Regions from separate parts of the Rattus norvegicus genome. Here region 2 is linked to region 1. Evidence: chromatin contacts called from public Hi-C data. All regions are on one chromosome and are shown on one strand. The core of a region is the stretch at or near the end of the contact, and the rest is flanking DNA. Distances in the headings are between cores, read along the strand shown.

Region 1 (6,033 bases), core at 916-3,415:
AGACATCAAAGCCTTGTAGTCAATACTGGTAAAACTGATAACAACATGAAGGGGAATTATGTTCCTATTGGCTGTGAAATGGAGTGGGGGGAATATCTACTAATGTTTGGGAATATACAGTAATCTCTGAAAAATCTTATGTCACCATGCTTTCCTATCTTACAAATAGTAAATCAGGAAAGACTTTCTGAAGATAGAAAAGAAATCAGAGTGTTGGACGATGAGTCCAGCCTAGGCTGACCTAGAACCATGTAGTTGAACACCTTAAACTGAATCACCTGCCTCCTGCTTTAAGGACTGGGAGTATAGATGTGTGTCACCACAACCAACTTAAAATGGTGTCCTTCAAATATAAGAGGCTGTTATCACTAGCAAGGGAGTTAGAACATTTCCAGAGTAACCCCGGGAACACATCTGTAAGTGTAAAAGAACAGTGATAACATGGAATTAAACACAGGAGCGTTAAAATAATACAAAAGAAAATATCTAAGCCATTTTCAAGCAAGTTTTTAATGTGCAAATCAATGCAAATAGATTGTTAAAAGGTATTTATACTGAGAACTAAAAGCAAGGGGTTGGGGATTTAGCTCAGAGCGCCTGCCTAGCAAGTGCAAGGCCCTGGGTTCAGTCCTCAGCTTGGGGGGAGGGGAGGAGGTAAAAGCAAAATACTGCATGCAACAGGCATCAACAATGGCTTAAGCTATCCTCCCTCTTCCTCCTAAGGAGTGTGGGCTAAGCCGTCCGGAACTTTTAACTCTGAAGAGTCCTCTGTTTAGCATATGAATCAGGTTTGTATTCAGTTCCCAAAGCTTCTCTCCAGGTTAGCCAGCCTCAGATTGAAATTCTGATAGGGGTCTGTGGTGACTTAGTGGATAAAAGCACTTGATCTGTCAACAAGCCTGGTGACCTGAGTTTGATCCCTGAGATCCCATGAAGGTGGAAGTTAGGAATCTACTCTCCAAAGTTGTCCTCTGAGCATTCACTGGTCATGACACACACACAGACAAATAAATCTGGAACCAGAATCCTATCTTGGTAACTAAGGTTGTCTTGATCCCAGCAAGTCACTCTTGGTCCACCTTGGTTCTCTCAAGTCCCCTGATGTTAATTAACTTCAAGGCCTGTAACCACTTAACAGACCTCTCTTTTTCGAGACAGGATCTAGCCGGGAACTCGCTGTGTTGACCAGGTTGGCCTTAAGGTCAAGATTTGGTTCTGCCGGCTTCACAAAGCATGTACCACCCTGCCTGGTTCCAAGCTTTTCGTACAGCTCTTCTTTCACTCTTAATTTCTCCTTCTTAAGCCCTTTTATTATTACTTAAATACCCACTCCCTTTCCAGTGCCTTTCAAAATACTATTTCTCTCTCCACCCAATTCTTGGCTCCTGCATTTGTACTACAGAGGTTACAAGGGCTGAATGGGGACAGCACCCTCATATTCAGATCACGCCCTGGGCCCCTCTCCGGGCCACCCGAAGCTCTCAAACCAGAGTACTGATAAGTCGGGGGCGTTTCACAGCAGAGCTAAATTGGGAATTCTTTGGAGCTACGGCATTCGGAGAATGGCTCTGCACCATCCTGTAACATGGACGTAACTTACTAGCTGTTCTCTTAATATAAGGACAATGTGTCCCCTACTGCACTTCCAGACTGATATAACCCTGTCAATCCTTTATTCAAGCCCCATTCACACCACTCCGGAACACAGAGTAGCTCTTACAACAGTTCCTTGTGCAAAAATATCTCTAGCCAGCTCTAAGTTCACATGATAAACGGAAACGACTTTTGACCGACTAGGAAATGAAAGGGTTAAAGCTCGACAACCTGATGGATTCTGGGGTTTTCCTCCTTCCACGCTGCAAATTAAAACGACCAGGAAGGGAGTTTGCCCAACGTAAAGATGAAAACGATTACCTTCAACTGCCAGACTTCTGCCCCAAACAATCATGGCTACCTAATTCCACAACGGATGCCGCATTCCTATCTAGAAATGTCTAGTCCAAGGTTTCACAATTGGTGTCGTCTCCTGCCCAATTCCAAAATGGCGCTGACTAGCCTCAGTACAAGTTTCGAACTTCCTTGTATTCTCACTGGCTTAAAGGTCAGGTGACGCAAGCCTCAGCCGGAAGTGAAGGAAAAGGCGCTTCCAGCCCGCGGCGCCTGCGCAGAAGGCTCTAGACGCTGAGAGGCAGGAGGCACTTGGGATCGTCCGCAGCGTTTGGAACTGTTACAGAGGCCGCCACGGAGCCCGCCGGAGCCCCCGTTCCTGCTGGTGCTGCCGCCGCCCGAATCGGGACCGTCGGGCTGCAGCCGCCGGCAATGCCGCGAAGGAAGGTGAGAAATGGCAGAGAAGGGATGGCGGGCTTCTAAGGGGAGTCGATTGAGCAATGTGACGCGGTTGGCCACGCCTCGCAGTGGTTGGGTTCCAACTTTCTGTTCCCTCGAACCTAGCCTAGCCAACCTGTCTCCTCTCGGTACCAGACGGAAAAATGTGGGCCCGACCCTGGCCTCGGCCTATGCCTGTAACTATTCCCGCCCTCTGCTTTCCCTGATCGGAGGCGGTCTTGTTAATTGGTCGCGGAAACGCCTAGAAGCATATTGATTGGATGGTGACGCCGCCTGTTTGGGCCCAACGGTCACCTCCCCGCGTGCGTGGGCGGTGTCTGTGTCTGGCTCCGGTACTCTCCGACTGGCTGTGGCGAATGCTCTCTCTTCTCTTTATTGGCCCAGCTTCGCAGTCTGTTCTTGTGGCGGGTGCGGCTTAGCAAGGCCTGGATTGGGTCGACCGACGCCCCGCCCTTCCGGATAGAGATGGCGATAGGTGTAAAGGCGAGTTGGGAAGACTACTTTTCTTTCCAGGTGGGGGGTGCAACAAAGCAGAGGATGGGTGATTAGCCAGCGCCCATCCCCAAGGGATAGCTCGCAGGCCTGTTGCATCTCAGACAACGTCTTCCACGTATTTGTTCAGTTTGACATTTCCTGGTCAGTAAACGTTTGGTGAACTGGATGACATTTGTCCCATATGTTTAGTTGTAAAATGCAGAGAGCAGTGCTACATGCTAGTTGCTAGAGATTCGAAGATTATATGTGATGACTGGTTTAAAGGGTTTTCGCCGTTCAGTGGAGAACACAGAGAAGTAACCATAGAAAGCGCAGTACAGTCTCTGCTTGAAATTGTATACACTGTAAGCAGTTTGGGAAATAAAAGTAAAGAGCCGACTTTCAGGGTTGAGCAAGGCAGAATTGATAGGAGGTAATGGACAGGTATCTAGGCCTTTGGCTGAGAGTACCTTAAAGTTAGCCTTTTAGTGACATTCTGTGGCTCTGGTGCCTCTACTTGTGGTCAGATTTTGAATGAAATAGTTGGATGGATAGATGGTTGGTATTCGTATTTCTGCAGAGCTCACTCTTCGTGGAAGTTTTCCAAGTTAAATATTTACATTAATGTCTCTTACAATGACCAGAGTTGACAGGTAGTGTTTATTTATATTGAGGCACACCAAATGCAGGAGACATACTGGTATGTTGGAACGGTCTAGTCTCCTTTTCCAAGTTTCCAAATGTCAACATGGAAAATGGAAATACTTACTGGATGTTAATGGACAAGCCTTTAGTTCCAACACTTGGGAGGTGGATCTCTGTAGTTTGGGGTACATATGGTCTATGTCCTGGGAGGTCCTGTCTCAAAAAGAAGAAAACAAATGTAAGTTCTTGCTGGATGTAGTGGTACAGATCTGTAGTCCTGGCCCCCTAGAGGCTGGGGGTGGGGGCTCATCATGAGCTTAAGGCAAACCTAGGCTATATAATAAATTCCAGACCAGCCTGAGCTAAATAGCAAGATCCTATCTCAAAAATAACAACAAAAACAAAATGTAACTATGTTAGTAACTTGTTGGATGCAAATCTTTCCTAAACTAGCCTTAGGTTATTTAGGTTTTTTATGTCTCATGTTAGTGTGACATTAAATTTCTGTTTGCTGTAGAAATATTAATTAATGTTTTTAGTGTGGGGCGTTACTCACCGGTTGTGTTCTTTGTAAGAATCTAGTAACTCCCAAACATACTTGGCCCGAGGCAACTTATTCTTTAAAGAGTAAAGGGTTGGGACCTGGAGCTAGGCTGTAGCTCAGTGGGCGTGGTTAGTGCTACGAAGCCCTGACTTCAGTCCTTAGTGCATCCATCCCACTCCTGTCCTCTGCCAAGAATATTAGGACTGAGGTTGAGGGGTTGTGATTGCAGCAAATATTCTTTTTCTGGCGTAGAAAAGGATAAGTGTAAGTGCTTAATTGATACAGGTAATCTATAGGGGCTGGAGAGATGGCTCAGCCAGCGGTTAAGAGCACTGTCTGCTCTTCCAGAGGTTTTGAGTTCAAATCCCAGCAACCACATGTAATGGGATCTGATGCCCTCTTCTGGTGTGTCTGAAGACAGCCACAGTGTACTCATATACATTAAATAAATAAATCTTTTTTTTAAAAAAGTTAACCTCCATAGCTAATCACGCCTCAGGAGGCTGACAGTTATGATAGGGTGTGGTGTGAGTTTCTAAGAGCCTGGCATGTGGGGTCTCAGATTATTCAGAGGTTCAGCGTACTTGTTGCTCTTGCAGAGGACCTGGGTTTCAAGCACCCACATGGTGCCTCACAACCACTTATGACTCCAGTTCCCGGTGATTTGACAACCTCCCTGGACCTGAGGGCATGTATGTGATACACAGGCAAAACTTTCATACGTATAGAGTAAAAATAATCTAATTTTTAAAAAACCTGGTTTGAATACCTACTTAGTTTTTAGTATAAATTCCTTTCCAACACTTATAACATCCCTGTGGAGAAACTTCAAGGACTGATGGCTAAGAAAATAATTTTTATCTTTTTCTGGTTAAAGACTACAGCATGTTTTATTTTAATTTTTTCATGTATAATGTTTGTGTGCACGATGTGTGTATGTAGACTACCACATGTAGCTAGGTACTGATAGACACCAGAAGAGTGTATTGGAGCTCCTAGAACTAGAGTTCCAGGCAGTTGTTGCCTGCCATGTGAGTGAACTTTTTCTTGTTTTAAAAATATTTATATTATTTTTAATCGTGCGTATGAGTGTATGAGTACAGGTGCCTGAGGAGGCTGGAGGCATTGACTCCCTCTGGAGCTGGAGTTACAGGCCACACTTGTGAGCTACCAAGTGGGTGCTGGCAGTGGAACTTGGGTCCTTTGCCAGAGCAGCCTGTGCTCTTAGTGTCTGGGCCATGCATGCTTTTGCTTTTCCTTTCTGTCTTCCTTTTTGACCAGCCAGACCATTTGATTTGGGTGCTTTTATTTCCAAGTCATAAGAGTTTAGCTATTCAGTGTGAATTGAGAACTGGTGACAATGCAGTGAGAACTGCTTGTCTTCCTTGGTCTGCTTGGTCCCGGTGGTTTGGTTGCGGGTTATTCCACTAGCATGCCTGAAAGGAAGGCCAGTGCCTCTGCGCGGCAGGGAGGGGAAGCCTTGTCCCTTTCTTACATTGGAACTTGGTACTTCAGCATCGTACTTCATTTTGCTTCTAGTGCTAATAGAAAACCACAGCAAATGCTTTTGTGCTAATGTCTGAATCTATGGTATTACAGAGAAATGCAGGCAGTAGTTCAGATGGAACCGAAGATTCCGATTTTTCTACAGATCTCGAGCATACAGACAGTTCAGAGAGTGACGGCACATCGCGCCGATCTGCCCGAGTCACCCGCTCTTCAGCCAGGCTAAGCCAGAGTTCTCAAGGTAAACATTTTTCTTTCTTTCTTCTCCTGACTGTTCCTCACAGTGGACAGATTGGTATCATTTTATTGTCTAATTCATAGGGAGGCTGGTCCTTGGACTTGATGCAGAGCAGTGGTTCTCAACCTTCCTAACACTGTGACTCTTTATTACAGTTCTTCATGTTATGGTGATCCCCCAACCATTAAATTACTATATATTTTTAAAGATGTATTTATTGTGTATATAGTGTTCTGTCTGTGTGTATGCTGCAGGATAGAAGAGGGCACCAGATCCCATT
Region 2 (5,751 bases), core at 2,400-4,899, 200 kb before region 1:
ACCTACACCATCATGCCCAGGCTTCCTTCCTGCGGCCTCAGGTGTCCCAGGCTGGCTTCATAATCACTTTGTTGGCGCTGCATGCAGAGATGGCTCAAAGAGTAAGAGCAGTGACTGAGTCAGGCAAGGTGACATCTGCCAAGGCAGCGGGATCTCTCAGAGTTTGAGGCTACTCTCATATACATTAGGAGTCCCAGGTCAGCCATGGCTACCTTGTGACATTGTCTCAAGGAAAAAAAAAAAAGGCACTGTTGCTTCAGAGGACCCGAGTTTGATTCCCAGCACCCACATAGCAGCTTAACTCCAGCTCCAGGGGATCCATGCCCTCTTGCCTTCTGGCTCCTGTAGGCACAAGGCAGGTAGTGGTACACTGACTTTTATGTAGGTGAACATGAACAAAAATAATAAAATAAATAATGAGATTAAAAAAATCCATCAAAATCACTATGTAGAGCTGTGTAGCTGAGGGTAGCCATGAACATCTGATCCCTGCCTCCGCAGTGCTGAGATTACAGGTGTGTGCACCATATCTTGTTTATGGGGTGCTAAAGGTGGGGGACCCTAGGCTTTGTGCATGCTAGGAAAGCACTCTATCAACAGAGTTAATCCCATCGAGATTTTTAAGGGAGCTGGAGGCTGCTGGGTTCCCATTCTCCCAGCGGGGAAACCTGGGGCCTACAGCGGTCAGTGGCTGTCACTCTGTCCCTCTACCTGGCACCCTGAAGTGAGTTCCTGCTCCTTAGCTTCCAGGATGAACCCGGCGGCCCACTTTGCTCCTGGTTGCCTATTTGCCCAGGAGCTCCTGGGAGTGTTCTTCCTTTGCCTACTTTTTAAATGTCAGGTTGCCCAGAGTTCCTCCTCCTGCACCTCCAACTCCCAGCATACTCCACATCCCAGGACAGACTTTCCGGTGCCCTTGGATGGCCAACAGCAGCGCAGCATAAAGATATGTCATAACCAAGGCTGAATTCCCCCAAGGCATCCTCCTCTGTAGACCAGGGCACCCCCCAAGTCACCCAAAACAGGACACAGTCTGGTACCTTTATCCCCTCCCTGAGTCCTGTAACCTCAGCAACAGCCAAAGCCTGGCTGGTTTTCATTTTCCGGTTTTGCTTGCTGCCATGTCTTCAGCCCCCCAACCCTAGCCTTTTAATTGCTTCCCCTCCCCCTCCTCTTCCTATCGAATTCTCAGAAAGCTGTAACCAGTCCCTTAAAACCCTTTCAAGTTTCCCCATAAACATAGTTCCAGACCCCTTCATCTGATCACTGCCTCCTTTCTTCCCGGGAGGAGGCACCCCGGAAGAGCGAACTGCTTCCTGCCACAAGTAGCCCTTGTCAGACCTACTCCTCTTGACCTCCTGGATGCCCTGACCTTCCTGCCCCTCCCCCACCTTTCCGGGTGCATCCTCAAGGCCTTATGGGGACTGTGTCATTGCATTCGCCCCAGTGAGTTATAATGATCGATTTTCACACACAGGGTGAGGAGATCCTTGAGGGCAGGAATGGTGTCCCATTCATCTCTGTAGCTCAGACTCTGGCCTGGAGCCTGGTATGGAGGGCAGGCTCCACCATTGGCTGATGGATGAAGGCAGAGAAGAAACTTGAAGTGGGAGCCAGGAGTGTCCAAGACCGGAGTGGGGGCAAGTGCGGCAGGAAGAGCAGCCAGAGCAAATGTGTGGGAAGTGAAAAAGCGAGCCCTTCCATTCACTGCACTCCCACGGTGCCGCCAACCATGGCGCCCTCACTGGGTGCACACACTGTGTCTTCCCGCCTCCGAATGAAAGGTCTGAAAACTGGCATCCGAGCATGGCAGTAACCTACCCAAGGTCACACAATGGGCCAAGGCCTGGAGTGGAATCTAAGCCTCTGGCCTGAAAGCAGTACCCCTTCTGCTGGGTCACACTGCCTTCCAGGGGGGCAGGACTTGGAATGGGTGAGGGGTGGATCCAGCTTCGTCTCTGTCTAGCCGAGACGACTAGCTGCGAGCGGGAACTAGCTGCCCATGCTCAGACCAACAGCATCTTCCTCCCAGCTGGACCAGAAACTCCAAGGCCACACCAAAATTTACCTGTTCCTCTCCTAGCTTTGGGAGTCTTTGAGTACACACACACACACACACACACACACACACACACCTCTCAAAGAGTCTTTGAGTACACACACACACACACACACACACACACACACACACACACCTCTCAAAGAGCCCCGGAAAGGCCCAGGGTACCCAGGAGACCGGGGGCTCATCCAAGCTTCTTCCTTCTGCAGTCTCTCCCTCTTCGCACTTGGCCCAGGCTGATATTAAGATTCATCTGCATTCCTCACACAACGCCTGGCAGATGGTGGGGGAGGAGGCTGGGTGTGAGCTGGGGGCTGCAGCCAGGGACCACACTGGATCTCAGAGGGCCACAGGAGCGCCGTGTGGAGGGCTTCTCACAGGCCCAGTGTATGCTGGGGCCACTCCAAATGCCTCAAAGGGGTCCTAGGATTCGACCTTTTGTTTTTCTAAAGACTAAAGGAGTTCTAGAGAGCTAGGGAGGAGGTCTAGCCATTGAGAGCAGGAGTGACGGAGGGTGGTCCTGACCCTTTGGGATCTCTTGTCTAGGTCTTAATCTTTCTTGCTTTGGAGATTTGAAGAGACCAGGGCAACCTAGGATCCCACTGGGGTGGGGCCCTTCTCAGCCTGGTGAGCACCTGTGCCATGGGGAATGTGTAGGGCAGGATGGAAGGACATGCCCGGAGAGGCCTTCGCGCCTCTATTTCTCAGGAGGCAAACCCTTACCTCAACCTCAGAATGCAGTCTGGTCCCTAGTGGTCTTTTCAGCCCAGTACCAAATGCCTCATAATGATTGCTCTTAGGCTGTCTTAGAAGAAAAGGAACAAATGTGCTAAGAAAAAGGGGTGTGAGCTAGACACTTAGAAGAACTTCCCTCAGCACCCTCATCAAGTCTTGCAAGAACCAAGCAGCTGTGGTCCCTTGTTAATATCCTTGGGCCCTTAAAATTGGGTTTGGGTAGAATTGTCTTTCCAAATTCCAGGACTCCTGGGGTGAAGGTAGGTAGAGCGACAGATTCCCGGGTGCCCGCTACAGAAAGAAGGCGCGCTGCCAGAAGGGCGGAAAAGCTGGTGTCCCCATCCGCGGTCTTCCAGCCTCTCGTCTCCTCTCCCAGAGCTCCTCCGCCCTCCTGTCCCCTACGCTGGAAAGTGGGCGCCCCAGGTCCCCAGGCTGCTAGCCGGCAGGGGAGGAGTTAACTCCGGAGGTACCGACTGGGCTCACCGTACCTGCCGCCGCCGCCGCCACCGCCGCCGCCAGTGGGAGGGACGAGGAAGCGGGAGGCGCCTGGGCGCCAGGAGCGCTCCAGTCTGGCGGGGCGCAGCGCGGGGAACGGGCGGCCGCGGCTCGGCGTGGCCCGGGGCGTCCGCCAGGGGGCGCGCCGCGACGGGGCGGGAGGGGCCGTCTGGTCTGGGGAATTAACACCGGGGACGGGCGCGCGCGCAGGTCCCCAGCACATCTGGGTAAGAGCCGAGCCTCTGGAAGCGAGCGGGGCGCCGAGCGCCTGTCTGGAGCGGCAGAGCCACCACGCAGGCGGAGCCCCTTCGAGACGCTCCGGGCGCACATCTGGGACCGGGAGAAGGGACCGCGCGGCGCGCAGCTGGACGCGGGGAGGGGGCGGCGGCTGCACAGCTGGACCGAAGGGGGCGGGGTCGGTCCCAGCAACTGGCTGAGGGGAGGGCCGCAAGCCACCAGGGACCGAAGCATGGGACAGCGCGCCTGAAGGAGCAGTCCGGGGCGGAGGGGGCCTGGGACCCCGAAAGGAAAAGAGAGACGGGTGAGAGCAGAGGAGGAAGATGCAACTGACCCGCTGCTGCTTCGTGTTCCTAGTGCAGGGCAGCCTCTATCTGGTGAGTGGTCCGCGGGGAGCGGCGCAGGGCGGGGGCCAGGGGATGGGGAGAGCGCGGGAAGCTGCGGAGCCCTGAAACTTTCTCCCTACCCCCACCCCGGCATCCCGGGGTTGCGGTGAACGCTGGAGGCTGGGGGAGAGGGCGGGTCCGAGGCCAGAGGCCGGACTGTAAGGGTTAATAGGGGCGGGGAGGAGGGTGCTCGACTGGCCCACCCACTTCGCGGCTGATGGCAGGAGGTGCGAGTGACACTAGGGAAAAGGCCCCCCAAGCTGAGTAGCCAAGGATTACCCGACCTCTCGTAGCAGCATCCCAGGACGCGCGAAACGGGGGTGGGGCAGGTGACCTGCCTGGTCAGGGGACGCGGTATTCTTCTCTGACCTCTGGGGCCCAGAGAATCCCGAACTGTGGGCCCTGGCGCGCCAAGCCCGGGCGGACTGGGGGCGGCCCCCGCGTCCCTGCCTCCCGCCGTCCCTCCCGCTCCCTCCCTCCTCGCCTGTTGTTTTCCTCGCCTCTCCCGGCTGCGCGCAGCCCGAGCCCCACAGGACCTGGGCAGGCGGCTCCCGCCCCAGGCGCTCAGAGCAGCTGAGCTGAGCGCCCAGACCCCGCTCCCTCGCGGCCCAGGATGCTTTAGAACCCCACCCCGGACCCTAGCACGGAGCTGAAGTCCCTCGCGACCCGTGCCCGCCGCCCCACATCTGCCCCGACCTCAGTCCTCTCCTGGAGAAGCCTCAGCGCCACAGGAACTGCCCCCTTCCTCAAAACAATTCCCATTGACAGCAACCCTCCCACCCCTAGTCCACTCTTGGGGAGGAAGTCGTCCCTGCTTGGCCCTTTCCGGTGGCCCTCTTTAGTATTGAGCTAGTGACTGTCTCAACCATTCAGTTAAACCCTAGAGCCAAGTACGCACAGGCGGACAGCCTTGAACCCAACCCCAGGAACCTCCCTTCTTGACTCTCCTGACCCTGGGGCACTGGGGACTTGGAAGGCAGGACCATTCTTTACTCTGGGACTGGCTTGGTCACCAAGGCCAGAACACGAGGCATAAGGACTAAACCCTTTGGAGCCTCCCATCCCATCTCCTCAGGATTCCCTCTGCCCCACCCAGGTCATCATCAGTCCAGATGTTGTGGCTGAGCTCCTGTCCCCTCATGGGTGACAAACACACTGGTAAGAACTCGTTTTCAGAACCTGAGCAAACACACATTCAGGCCACTGAGCCTAGGGAGCCAGGTAACCTCCCTGTTGCCCTACTGAGCCACACTGGCTCTTTCCGCTCTCCTCCAGGAAGACTCCCCAAGGTGTGGCCTGTCACCATAGCTGAGCCTGCGTAAGCAAGACAAGCCCTGGCAGAGTTTGACAGGGCATTCCAGGTGGAAACAGGGCTTCGGTTAAAAAGTCTTTTGCGAAAGGTCGTGAGGTGGGACTGTGTCTTGTAAGGGAAGACTGACACTTGTGGCCTGTGTCTTGTGGTGATGTAACCTTCAAGGCCCGATGTCCTCACCTGTGAAATGGGACTCACAAGAACTGGTCCCTCATCATGCAAGTGCCATCTTGGCATGTCATCACGTGTTCCCCAGAGAAGGGTTTTGCTCTCACAAGCATGGCCATCCTGGGTGTGGCATTCACTCCTGGTCTCCTAGCCTTAGCAAAACCTGAACCAAACTGGTACCTGACCGGGATTCTGGCTGGGTCCTGGCTTCTTGTTTTATGGTGTGTAGACTGTCTTTACCTCTAAGGGCAGCAGTTATGCTAAGCTAGGAACACTGTCTCAGTCAGAAGACTAAAATGTCATAAAGGCATAAGGTGTGTGTGTGTGTGTGTGTGTGTGTGTGTGTGTGTGTGTGTGTG

What was found. Hi-C and Micro-C count contacts between places; a contact is called where the count stands out from the background.
Region 2: a Hi-C map of kidney shows a contact between it and region 1, with 4 times the contacts expected there. The contact joins the promoter of Nxph3 here to the promoter of Kat7 in region 1. A contact is called at or near these places in 1 of 12 Hi-C or Micro-C datasets (kidney) and 1 of 1 datasets of contacts at active chromatin or transcription factors (oligodendrocytes).

What each region holds. Positions count from the first base shown.
Region 1 is chr10:80,748,519-80,754,551 of GRCr8, reverse strand. It overlaps Kat7 (lysine acetyltransferase 7), which reads left to right and starts at 2,165. Exons shown (of 15, transcript NM_001415103.1): 1 at 2,165-2,334; 2 at 5,609-5,756. The coding sequence starts at 2,320. LOC102546598 (a long non-coding RNA gene) reads right to left here and starts at 2,055. Exons shown (of 3, transcript XR_001840387.3): 1 at 1,915-2,055.
Region 2 is chr10:80,954,644-80,960,394 of GRCr8, reverse strand. It overlaps Nxph3 (neurexophilin 3), which reads left to right and starts at 3,649. Exons shown (of 2, transcript NM_021679.2): 1 at 3,649-3,903. The coding sequence starts at 3,850.